Linked DNA regions of Triticum aestivum: region 1 is linked to region 2. The links are chromatin contacts, called in public Hi-C maps. All regions are on one chromosome and are shown on one strand. The core of a region is the stretch at or near the end of the contact, and the rest is flanking DNA. Distances in the headings are between cores, read along the strand shown.

Region 1 (6,774 bases), core at 3,132-5,631, 470 kb after region 2:
GTTTTAGACTCCAAATTTTCCTCCATACCTGGTGCGACCGAGAACCACCATGGCGACTCATACTAGTGCTATCATTGTATGTATCCTCCCATTCTTTATAGTAGGCCGAACGTACTGAGAAAATTCCGCTTTTCGTAAGATGACATGCAATGTAATCCTCCGTTACCTGATTGCGGAATCTACAGAATACGCTCTGCATCAATATGTCAAAAGTTGTCCCGGATTAGTTGTTTATTCCACTCCCCCATAACAGGATCTATAAGATCATTCACTCTTGACAATACTTGATTACCCCTTACTATCACCACTTTCCTTGATGCACTGCTTGGGATCCAACAATCACTCTAAATAACTAGTTTTGCACCATCTCTACTCTCCACGTGCAGCCCTTCTTGAAGGTTTGGATCCCTACCCATATGCTCCGCCATACATACGATGACCCTTTTAAATTCACGGTTAGGAATATCCCCACTGGGGTAATATCTAGCTCTCAACACTCTGGCACACAATGATTCATTGTTCTCAATCAACCTACAACACTATTTTGCCAGCATCGCCAAATTGAAACTATGAATGTCACGGAAACCCATACCTACTTGCTCCTTTGGCACACACATTTTCCACCATACAAACCAATGCATCCTACGTTGGTCATCCTCGTCACCCCACCAATACTGCGACATTGCATCAGTGATCCCCTTACAAATTTTCTTTGGGAATTTAAACACACTCATCGCATATGTAGGGATGGCTTGGGCCACCTCTTTTAGTAAGGCCTCCTTACCTCCAAAGGAGAGGGTTATCTCTTTCCATCCATTCATCAATTTCTGGATCCTCTCTATTAAGTGTTTGAAGCAATTAACCCGATCAACACCAATCATAGAGGGAAGCCCCAAATATTTATCCGACTGTGATTCCGTCATAATATGCAGTATTTGACATATCTCAGCTTTAACCTCCACATCAGTATTGGGACTAAAAAACATAGAACATTTGGCCTTGCTTACCAATTGTTCGGAGGCTGAACAATACTCATCCAAGATCGTTCTCAACGCCTGGGCATTTAACTGATCTGCTTTCATCAATATAAGTGAATCATCAGCGAACAATAAATGAGAAATTATGGGAGAGTCACGACAGACCTGAACACCCTTTAAATTATCAGCCGCCTCCTCATGGGGCGCAGATAGGCCTTCCGCACAGAGCAGAAATAGATAGGGAGATAGGGGATCCCCCTACCTAAGACCTCTTGTTAGGGAGAACGGTAAAGTTTCATTAGAATTAAACCTCACTTTGTATTCAATGGAAGTGACGCACGCTATGACCAGCTGAATCCATCTCTGATCAAAACCAAGCTTCCCTAGGATTGCTTTCAAAAGGACTCATGCAACTCTATCGTACGCCTTATGCATATCCAGTTTTACCGCGCATGTGCCCACTTTTCCTGTCTTTCTTTTCTTCATTGTGTGTAAACACTCATATGCAACAATAACATTATGAGTGATGTTGGAGTATAATGTCTGACCCTCTCCCATAGTTCGGAGTTTTGGAGCAACTGGCTGGAGCATGAATTCAGTATGGTGTCGGAGTCACAAGGTCTCGGGATCAAATCCTAGTCAACGCACTATTTAATATAAAAATAGTTGTGATGTAATCTCAATCCCACGTATAAGGTCTTCTTGGACGTTCACGGCCTAGACGTGAGGGAGAATGTTGAAATATATTGCCCACGTCTCTTCATTAGTTCGAACTTTTGAGAAACTTGGCTAGCGGATCAGTTCAATAAGTGATAATTAGGCCGGGGACAAAGGCACTCTGCGTCTCACTAATTATATTAGGCAATAACGGTTTCAGTCTTGCTGCCAACATTTTAGATATTACCTTATAGACAGCGCTGCAAAGATTTATTGGGCGAAACTGAGTTACCTTCTCTGGATTGTCAATTTTGGGTATAAGAACAATAGTGGTCTGATTCCATCCCTCCGGTATTACACCACTGTTTACTGCCTGGAGCACTTCCCTAATCAAGTCCTCACCTAAATAGGCTAGAACTTTTTATAGAAAATGGCCTGTGGCCCATCCAGCTCTGGGGCCTTTAAGTCACCAATGCTAAATAGAGCACTCCTCACTTCCTCCGCCGTGTAAGGTGCTAAAAGAGTTTCATTCATATAATCCATTACACAATGTTTCACTTTATTTAAGACTCTTCTTTGTGAATCTTTGTAGTTCATGAAGAACAATCTGTCGATCACTCGTGGTAGATACTTGAGGTGATCTCCGAACCTTTATAGACTTCTTCTTCATGAAGCACAATCACTCTTGGTCACTGAACTCGTGGTAGATACTTGAGGTGATCTCCGAACCGTAGATACTTGAGGTGATCTCCGAACCTTTATAGACTTCTTCTTCATGAAGCACAATTACCCTTGGTCACTGAAGAACTTGACACCTAACCGTCTAGAGAGTTCGCAGCTCTCAAGAGTAATAGGTGGAGCGTACTGGACTTGAATCGCTAAACCACTATCTATTTTCTCGCTCTGGGATTTTTCTCTCGGTAGATTTTAAACACAAAATCACTCGGAGACTCGGAGTGTGTTGAAGCATGCCGCATTCAGCATAGACATATATCGATAGTGTGTTGAAGCATGCACTAACCTCAAGTTATCAAGGCACTGGCAGGAGCATCTTTGGCTCATTATACACATAGATTGCAGTGCAAGAATGAGGGCAGCAAACAACACAAACAAAGCTTAAGATTCCTCTGATATTTACAACACAGTTGGGCCACACTACTGAATACTGATACATGAATGTACTGCTTATTTAAGCCAGAAATTTGAACCAAAATACACAAGAATGGTCTATAGACATCAACATGGGCCATCACAACGGATGCATGCGACGGGGAAGTGATGTCTAGGCGCCACCACGAGCAGCATCCTGGAGACACTTCACAGCGCTGTCATAGTTCACGAAGCCCATGAACCAGAAGTCATGGTTATCGACAGAAACGACCTGGATGTACCTCTCCGCAGGGTTCTGTTGACTTGCGGTAGGAGTGACTGATCTCAGGTGAGGTACAGGTACAACTATCTGCGAAAACATGCAAATATGAATATGATCAGTTGGAGTACAAAACAAAACAAAACAAAAATGATCACTCTCGGCTTAGATGACCCAGAGGAACAACAAAAACAAGCGATGTTTCCATGTCTTGTTCAATGCTATTAGTATGGGAGTTGCAGATTAGCAAAACATTAAAAATCTTATGCTCTGTCAAAGCAGATTGAGTTTGACTCATCAACACAGAATGGGAGTATAATAAAGCGATTTTGATGCAATAATGTGTTTTCTCATCAAGTATAAGTAGGTAGTGGTAAAGATATGAAAATGTCCGTTAGTTTTAAAATGAATATATAAGAACTAGTATTGCAGATCACCTACCTTGTAAATGGCTGACGCGGTCTGATTATCCTCGGTGACATATGCCACGGGGCTGTCACTACAGAATGCAAGCTTGGCGGTCGAGACGTACAAGACGCCCATTATCGGACCATGAGAGGTCGAGAGGTAGCACGCGTAGGCCTTCTTGAGCTTCTCATCAGGCAAGCACTCGAACGTCTGCTGGAATATCTTGTCGTACCCCCCTTCCGATATGACCTTGGATATCTGAGCGATCCTCCCCATTGCAGCATCCGTAATGCTAGGCCCGGTTTTCACTGCACAAGTCCACACAAGTTCATGGATTGGTCAACATGTATGAACGCTGTGGTTCATCATCTCGTGCGGCATATGATGTTGTGTTGGGGAACGGGAGACTCACAGTGCTGCCAGACGTCGCCGGCGATGCCCTCGGTCTTGCGCGCGGCCTCGCTGAACCTCTTCCCCACCGAGCCGAACATCTCCCTGAGATTCTCCCTGGTGCCTGCGGGCAACCAATCCCCAAACAATTGATAACCGTCAGCAGAAACACTAACCAAGTGACAATCAAATTCAGTCCCAGAACAAGAGCTGGGGCAGCAGAGCAGGACACCGGGAGATAGGTAGTGGTTGGCAGTGGTAGGTGACTTACTCTTGGCGGGCGGTCCGGAGGAGGGCGACGACAGCACGTAGGGGTTGGAGCCCGCGGGCGCCACGACCGGCGGCGGCGGCGGCGCGAGGTCCGCCGGGGACATGCGCGGGTACGCCGCGGCCGCGTGGGCTTCGGGCTTGGAGTCCATGGGCGATCGGCAGGAGGAGGAGGAGCAAGCGGGGACGAGACGGGGAGAGAGATCAGGAACGAGGGAGAGCAGCGGCAGAGTTGACGGCTCCGAGAGGGACGTGGTGGGGGAGCGAGCGACACGGCGACGCAATCAAGCGCGTGAGACTATAATGGTGGGAGCGAGCGTCCAACTGTCACAGACTCACAAGTAACCGACGCGCTCCGCGTCGACACAGCGTGAGCGCACCCGCCCGTGTCGTGCCGTTGCGGTCGGCTGCCGCAAACTAGTGCGCGTTGTCCGCTGATGGCGCGCGGCAAACAGCCCCAACCCGTTGCGGTCAGCTAGTTTTTCCTCATCTTTTGCCAGTTTGAAATTCAGCTGACTACAGAAACAAAAAAAAAAGTAATGGGGCTGGCTTAGGGGTCAGGTAACCCAAAATAAAATTTGGGCGAAAGCCAGATGGCCTTCTTACACCTACGGCTCTCCCTCTTTCTCGGCAAGCCTGCACAGTTTTGGGCTGGATGCCTTGCCGGCATACCGCGGCCACAGGAGGGAGGAAATTCATCCCTCCACCCAATTACCTTAGAGCATCTCCAGCCGTTGGCACCTTCAAAAACACCACTGAATCAAAAAAGTTGGTGTCTTGGAGATCATCCGGCGAAATAAAGAGCATCTTCTCACACACCCCACCCCAAGTAAAAGTTTGTGAGAAGGATAACTAAGTGGGCCAAGAAAAAGGACATGTGGTCAAACACGATTCGCCGAAACTTTCGCCAGCGCCCCCAAGAGATCCCCAACGCGCCGGGTTTCGCCTGGGTTTGCCAGCGCTATGTTGACGTCCTGGAGGTGTTGGGGGCGTGGCTGGGCCGTTTTTCGGCGAAAAGCGCCGTCCAAGCCTGAAACCGAGCCTAAAAAGGTGTCCTGAGGGCGTCTTGAGGGGGCGAGTGGAGATGCTCTTACCAACCAAGCAGCACAATGATCCAAACAATTTCCGTGAGGTGGAAGGAAACCAGCAGAAAGTTAATGCTTCGTAGAACGAAATCAGCAGAAAGTTAATGTTTCGTAGAACGAAATCAGCAGAAAGTTAATGCTACAAAGGTACAGTCCTGGAGTACTAATGATCATTAGACCAAGCCAACACAGGGAGGAAATAATGATCATCCCTCCAAACAATTATTTTACCAAACAAGCAGCACAATGATCCAAACAATTTCTGACGATTCACGCCAATAATTTTTAACTTGATTAGGGGGGGAATAATAATAAGCCCCAACAGGTGAACATTTAAACAAGATATTCATGGAATAACAGAGCGCATGGCATCATACTAGCTGAACCTTTCTGGGGGTATAAACCTACCACCAAAAGAACTGCCTGACTAACATAACTAGAACTTGCAAAGAGCTTAACAAATGATGACCTCACTTTCCCACTGCAAACCCTCACAGGGCAAAGAAGACACCTGAAAATTGGTAGCAGAAACTAAATGGATTAACCCGTTGCAGTTCTTCTAACAGAGCAAAAACTGTGGCAGTAAACAAGGCATGATATTCAAGCTGATCGCAAGCCTGATAGGTAATCAAACGCATTGTCTTCTCCAAACTTATTGTTAATAATGACTAATGAGGAGGTAATCTGGTGTTTTGGCATATTAATGACTAATGACGAGGTAATCTACATAGCTAGTGATTCTGAACATGTTATCTTCTTAACAGAAAATGCGAACCATACGAATTGTACTGCAAAATATGTACTACATGAGAATACAACAAATCAGTTGATCAAAGAGAAGTAGAACTAAAAAGCGATGAGCATTACCCATACTAAGCCTTGACCATAAAGATGCCAACCGGCCATGAAAATACTAGTTAATGCAAAGGTTAGTTGTATGATTGAATTATCTGACTACTGATGAGCCTCTTTTTTGAGACCAACAGGCACAGATAGTTACATCAAAAGAAAAAAAAACAAGGTAGACAAGGAAAACAGCACAAAGCTGTGATTACATGCGTGAAAGGTACCAAAGATCTTTAGACCAAAGCCCAGCATAGGGAGGAAATCATCGTCCCTCGATAAAATTACCAAATAAGGAGCAGAATGATCCAATCAATTTCCAACGACGTACAAAAAGATATAGTCAGGGAAACAATAAGTTCCAAAGTCGGTAGTTAAGCAAGATGTTCCTGAAATAACAGACCGCATGGCATCACAGTAGCAGACCTTTTTTGTATAAACCTACCACTAAAAGAACTGTCCGACTAACACAAGTGGAAATTTGGGAAGAGCATAACAAATGATGCCCTCACTTCCCCACTGCAACCCTCACGGGCCAAACAACACACTTGAAAATTGGCAGCAGAAATTAAATGGATTAATCCCTTGCAGTTTTTCTAAGAACAGAACAATACTCTGTCAGTAAACAAGACATGATATTCGAGCTGATCGGTGACCAAACGCATATTCAAGCCTTGATAGGTAACCAAACACATTGTCTTCTCCAAATTTCAAAGACTGAGTTTACACATATAGCGTCATGTCACTAGAGCTGTTTCAGCAATAGTAGTACTTACTA
Region 2 (6,722 bases), core at 2,319-4,818:
TGTCCTGAAAAGGAGAAATAGGTAATGTACCTCCAACAGGAAGGCTTTTGGCCTGTGTTAAAAAAAGGGAAAGGAGACTGGATCATGAAATGGATCTTGTGGCTTTAGAACTGAAGCAGTGAATAGGGTACATAATGTATACTTCCCCTGTCCGGAATTAGTTGGGGTCAATGGATGTATCTAGACGTATTTCAATGCTAGATACATCCGTTTGAGCGACAGTAATTTCGGACGGAGGGAGTATTTTGTGATATAATATATTCATCCTAAAGATGGAAACGGGGAGAAGTGGCAAAATGTAGAAGGAAAAGTGGGGTCGACAACTTCCTGCAATATATCTGTACTGTAGCCATCCAAGACATTTTAATCTCACTTAAAAATCCGCTGTGCGGCTTCCTATCATGATCTTGAGACATTGAAATGCTTGTAATTTCTCAAAATGAGAAAACCAGGTAGTTATATAATTGTTATGACGGTGGTGCCACAATATCTTGTCCTGTGAGTGCCTGTCATAGGAACAAAATGAAAAGACTGTCAACTGATTTCATTGTTCAGACTTGTATTTGATAACCTGGGCAGAAAACCAAACCCCTGGGTGCTGTTGGTGTGAGCCTTGCACTTGTGGATTTCCTTCCTAACAATACTTCATCTGACTTTGTTTTGTCAAGGGTGCACAATTGATCATCTGTGTTTCTAACTTTCTACACTGCATTCCACACCCCTTTCTAAGTTCTAATCGGTCACTGAGATTCCTTTGGACGAACTAATCTTTGCACTTCTTCAGGATCAAACATAGCATCAGCGCACTTGTCTTCTCAAAGGGCGGCGGCAGACTTCCTGAATGAGGGCGTGGAACTTGTTGTGGAACTTTGGGAAGCTGACAGGAATGCGAGTTCTACAGAAGCCCTGCAGAGAACGCTTAGTGGGGATTTGCAAGGTGATTGGTGTGGTTGTGCAATCTTGGTTGCCCCTTTATGGACGAAAATTTTGCAGGGTGGCCTCGATTCAAGGAGGTGATTGGTCGCATGGTGTGATCCTGATATTACTCATGTGGAGCAGCATTGCGCATGGTGGTTTTGATGTGAGTTGACGGATAGCTGTTGTAAGGCGATCTCAGCTGCCATTCGTGGATACCATGCGACTAGGTAGGGCAGGAGAGTTGCTGCTGCGTTGGGATCATGGAGGTGGAAAACGTGCAATGTTCTCGTTGCTAGCCGAACGGCTATGCATAGTTGAGGCTTCAGTTCTTCAGATTGCTTTACATCATGTATGTAGAGCTCACTTTCCTTGTTTAATTTGTTCACATGAAACACTCAATTTGCCAGTGTAGTTTTCCTGTGTATCATTGCGAAAATAGATATAAGCTGATGTACAAAATCAACGTGTGCGGCATCGATGTTTTTTTTTTCGGAACTACCGACAGGGATGCAGCCTATTTCTCACCCAAAGATAGTACCCATCCAAGTTCAGATCGATGTAAGAACCGTACTGCAGTGCGATGATTTGTGATCGTAGTCATGCTAAGCAAGTAGAACCGTACTGCAGTGCGATAATAATAATGTTTATTTGCAGGTTGTGTGGTGGCGTTGTGCCCGGCACAGAATGCGTGGAGGTTTGCTGCACCACCACTACTGAAGTGGTGAGGGAGAAGTGGAGACGACATGGCAAACACGCTGTGTTGTGTTGGTCATTCAAGTTCGCCTTCTATTGTATTACTAGGATGTCCTTCAGTCCTGCATATACCATATGGCTGCTACTACGCGTAATCCGGCTGATGCAAAACCGAAGATAAACCGCCTCATACACCGTTCGATTAGATAGATGAGAGCCGTCCGTTCGACTTCAACTCCTCTAGCACACGCTGCAGTGCAGTCCCAGCCCGCGCAACTGGCGCTTGACTGCGGTCCAACAAGCCTGCGCAACTGGCGCTTCGTCGTGGTGGTCGTTGAAGCATTTCCGTAGTCGTCGATGTCGTCGTGATCGTCGAAGCATCACCACGACCATTGAAGCATGCCTTGTTGCATGGTTGCGGTCGTCATCACTGTCATGGCATACCTCGCCGGCCTAGTCGTTGAAGCATTGTTGTGGTCGTCGAAGTCATCATGATCATGGAAGCATTGCCACGGCCATTCATCGACGTTGTCGTCGTCGTCGTTGAAGCATTGTTGTGGTCGTCGAAGTCGTCATGATCATGGAAGCATTGCCACGACCATTCATCGACGTTGTCGTCATCGTCGTCGAAGCATCGTCACGACCATTGAAGCATGCCTCGTCGTCAACGCTGTCATGGCATGCCTCGTCGCCCTAGTCGTTGGCGTATTTTTGTGGCTGTCGAAGTCGTCATGGTCATGAAAGCATTGCCACGGTCGGGATGACTATGCGCTCGCCTCCGCTCTCCTTCCTCCCGTCCGCTTCCCCGTTTCGCTGGCTCATCGCTGTGAGGAGCGTCGCGTCAGGAGGCTAGTGGATGTGAGATGAAAGGGTGAGGTCGTGACTCGTGAGGATGAGAAGTGAATGCATGAGTAATGACTTAATGTTGCAATAGGAGTGGTAGAAAAAAAGGAGAGCTGAACGGCCTGGCAGCCTGGGCGGGCCTGCGTCCCTGGTTGATCGCGCGCATGATAGGAGCCGCACGATCTCGCTCGATCGGACGACGCGCGAGGCGGTTTGCGCCAGCGAGAAATCAGTCGGATGAAAGAAAGCGTTTTTCATACCATATATGCAATCTGCTTGCTCAACCACGGTAGTTGTTTTTTAGGCCTTGTTCAATGCAAGAAAAAAAATCGTTTTTTTTGCATAGATGCTTATTTATAGAGGAACATCCCTCTTGTAAAGATAAACATTGATGCTTAATAAAAACTTGGTTCACTTTTTTTAGGAACATATGTACCGTGCTTTGGATCTAAAATCCAAAAAAATACAAAGTAATTATAGTGACTAAGAATTACAATGATATCTGTCGAAAACATCTATGTGGTATCAATCTTTGCAAAACGAAATACTCCAATTTTTTCAGTAAAAGGACTGCAATTAAATCGAAGCAGCGATTCGATCACCCTTTCGCTCACATGAATTTGACTACCAATGAAGGTTTCTGGAAGCCCCATGAGTCGTACATCCAAAGAGACGGGAAGCCTTAAGTGATCGGCTTGGATGAACGTTTCAAAGTGTATGCCGTTGAATCACAAGATCTTCACTATGGTGTTGAGGAAAAAATACAACTCCAGACATAATCAAACCAACGAAAACAGTTTGACACAATAACATAAATTCATTACCGAATAATCGGATGTGCGAGACACAAACCTCTCTAGTTTCGTGGCACTGTCAGAAAAGAACGAGAATAGCTTTATTCTCACAAAACCATGCCGGCGAAGAACATAAAACTCTTAAAATCCAAGGTCCCAACGCCAGGTGGCAGCCGGGAGGCGAGGGGAAAGTATATGCGGGCGATGCCGGCTCTTCTCTCAAGAAACCCTCATGTACGTATATATTTTGATAACCGGGATCCTACTTAGACTCGGTTCATTTTATTAAGCAACTTGCATTGTATAAGATGGCCAGGTGAGAAAAGAAAATAGGTACTAATTGCCACCGGATAGACGGCCGCAGGAGAGCATTTCCGAATAAAACTGTTCACCCTCCCACCAGCGGAACAAAGGAAATAATCGATTTCTTTCGCTGAAATAAAATCCCTCCTCTTACTTTTCTTGTCTCCTCTCTCCCGTCCTAGCCCGTGAGTTGACTTAGTTTTGCTCACCGCAAGAAATTAGACGACCTCTACAATCCGATCAGAATTTCGCTTCAACCTGTATTCGCCCTGCAAGGCTGCAACTGCGTCCTCGGCGTGTCATCGGCGTGCAGCTGAGGCCGCGGCGAGAAGCTGAAAGCCGCGCCATGGAATTGGAGGCCCCGGTGGTCGAAGCAGATCCGGGGAGAAGGATCACAAGAGGAGCAGGAGGCGGCGGCGGCGGCGGCGGCGAGGGGGAGGGCCCGGCTGGTCGAACCACCCTCCTGCCCTGCCCCAACTGCGACATCCAGGTGGTGCACAAGCTGGCGCAGCTGCTGCTCCCGGGCCTGGCCGCGGCGTGCGTCGACAGCACCCTCGGGAGCCCCTCCTCCGCGCTCGCCGTCCAGCTGCGCGCGGAGCTGGTGCGCTACGTCGCGCACCGCAGCAGCAGCCCGCCCGAGGCGGAGGAGGAGGAGGATCCGATCGACCGCGATGACCCGGCCGAGGCGCTGGCCGTCTTCCTGGACGACTTCGCGGGCAGCAAGAGGAGCGTCGCCGTCTCCATCGCCGGCTGGCTGCCGTACCTGGGCGGCGGCGACGACGGCCGCGACGACCGGATCGAGGACCTCGTCGAGGAGATGGAGGCGAGCCGCTTCTGGCCGGTCGAGAGGCGGGAGGCCGTCGCGCGGGACCTCCTCCGCGGCCTGGACGACGGCGGCGGCCGGTTCTGCTGCCGCGACGAGCTGGAGACCCATGAGGAGCTCGCCGACCACGTCGCCGCGCGCTGCCGATTCAGGCCCGTGCGGTGCCGGAACCAGGCCCAGGGCTGCCGGGCCGAGGTCTCCGCCTGCCGCGCCGACGCGCACGACGAGGCGTGCGCCTTCAAGCTCCTCCCCTGCGAGCAGCGCTGCGGCCTCGCCGTCGCCCGGCGCCAGATGGACCGGCACTGCGTCACCGTCTGCCCCATGAAGCTCGCCAACTGCCCCTTCTACCAGCTCGGCTGCGAGTCCGCCTTCCCGGCCTGCAACCTCGGGTCGCACTGCGCCGAGTTCCTTCGGCCTCACCTCCGCCTGCTCCTTAGTCCCAGCAAGATCGGCGCTGATCGTCTGGATCCGGAGGAGCGTCTTCTACGGCTGGAGAAGGTGTCCATCTCCTCTCTTCTACTGTAGTTTTCTAACATTGCTTGCTTAATTTATTGGCAAAATACTGGTAAAACTGATGCTACTCTATGTATGTTTCAGTATGATTCCGATGGTGCATTGGGCGAAGCTTTGGACGTGAGGTCTCTCACCAAAGCTCTTGCTGAGCTAGAGAAGAAGATGGACGCTGAAGATGGTTCCCCCGGTTACACCGGAGACGACAACAAACAGCTCTGCACTAGTTTCGTTCCCTGATGCAGAATTTTTTGGAAAAAAAGCATTTTTGTTTCTTATACACTCCCTCTGTACCATAATATATATGTCGTTTTAACAGTTCAAATTGAATTGCTAAAACGAAATATATTATTTTAGGGGGGAGTATTTTTGGAAAGCACCACACCTTTTTTTCTTGAACAATCGGCAGAAGCGTTGTCCTTTTATTCAGAAGAACATATAATTTGTACAAAAAACGATAATCTCATTAATTAAGCAGTTTATACAAGGTTTGCGAAAAGTTTAAGTGCTACAATGGAGTAGGTTTTACGTTTTATGCTCTCAGCATTATTTGTCTCGAATGCTTCGCGCTGGTAGTAGTCCAAAGTGATGCCTCTTTCTTGATGACATCAAGTAGCATTGTGGGCGTCGCCGATTTATGGCAGAAATTTCTAGCATTTTCTCGTTTGAATTCATCCAAGAAATGACCATGTTGCGGGAGGCAATGGCCTTCTATTAGGCTTGTTGTTGCTTCACTTGTTGATCCATCATTCTTCGAGCGAGCACTCCGCCAACTAAGAGGAGTTTCGATGGCATCAAGGCATAGCCACTACTTGGTCAAGTTCTATAGCCTTAGGGTGAATCCACACTAGAAGAGAAGATTGCCGTAGATTTTTGCACTCTTTTGCACAAGGGGCAAAGGCCATGATTTTGCCAACTTCGCTTGGCTGACTGATCGGCGGTCCAAGTTCTATTCTGACCATGCAAAAAAGTTGGCCTTTGGCAGCGCCCATGCACCCACATTGAACTCTTCATCATGGACGAATGTGTCGAACCGCTGTATTGTGTGTTGTATGCGGTGGCTTCCGAGTAGTGACTGCTTTCTGTGTGTTTCCACACAATCCATCCTTGGTGTTTGCGCTGAGTTGAATTTTACGAAAGCATGCCCAAAGGAAGACGAACTTATGGAAGTGTTCCATGGATAGGAGGGAACTGATTTTTTGTCTTGTGGATCCACGCATCATCCATCATGGCTTCCCACACTTCCCAATTCTTCCCCAGTGAGACCACGTAGATAAGGGTGGGGGGCAATGTCCTTTGGCTTTTTATCGTTAAGCCACAGGGAGTCGCAAAAAGGGGCACAAGCGCCATTACTCATTGTGATGGTGGTAGAAGAATATAATAGGTCAAGTCCGCCTCATCGCACGGGTTCCCCATGCCCACCCACATCCTTGAAGACTATTTCCATTCATACCATGGCCATCTCAATCTTAGAGTATAGGACAATTTCTCAAGGTGAAGCACACCTAGGCCCCCCGGATCCTTGGGACTACAAACCGTTACCCAATTAATCACATTTGACGCCAATTGTTTTGTCGGTACCCGACCACAAGAAAGCCCTCTCAGCCTTGTGAGTCCTCTCATTTATCCTAGACGACCTCAAACCCCAATTCCATATCTTATGAACTCAATTCGTATTGTCATTGTACACCCAAAACGGGGAGATTGAAAGTGCAACTTTATCCTTAAGTGGGTTTTGGTGTATATGACAATATAAATTGATGAGTAACCTTGTGTGTTGAGTATCTATAATACCTAAATAGTTCATCCCCACTATCCTATTTCTCTTAACATGTAGG

What was found. A called contact is a pair of places that touch in the nucleus more often than the background predicts.
Region 1: a contact with region 2 is called in a Hi-C map of leaf, with 5 times the contacts expected there. The contact joins the promoter of LOC123052050 here to the promoter of LOC123052049 in region 2. A contact is called at or near these places in 3 of 5 Hi-C or Micro-C datasets (all in leaf).

The regions. Positions count from the first base shown.
Region 1 is chr2D:117,939,992-117,946,765 of IWGSC CS RefSeq v2.1, forward strand. LOC123052050 (GEM-like protein 1) reads right to left here and starts at 4,382. Exons shown (of 4, transcript XM_044475101.1): 1 at 4,073-4,382; 2 at 3,824-3,925; 3 at 3,445-3,719; 4 at 2,723-3,093. The coding sequence starts at 4,220. The coding sequence ends at 2,917.
Region 2 is chr2D:117,466,388-117,473,109 of IWGSC CS RefSeq v2.1, forward strand. It overlaps LOC123052049, which reads left to right and starts at 3,569. Exons shown (of 2, transcript XM_044475100.1): 1 at 3,569-4,872; 2 at 4,972-5,398. The coding sequence starts at 3,898. The coding sequence ends at 5,124. It overlaps LOC123052047 (ATP-dependent RNA helicase DEAH12, chloroplastic), which reads left to right. Exons shown (of 9, transcript XR_006424427.1): 9 at 785-1,416.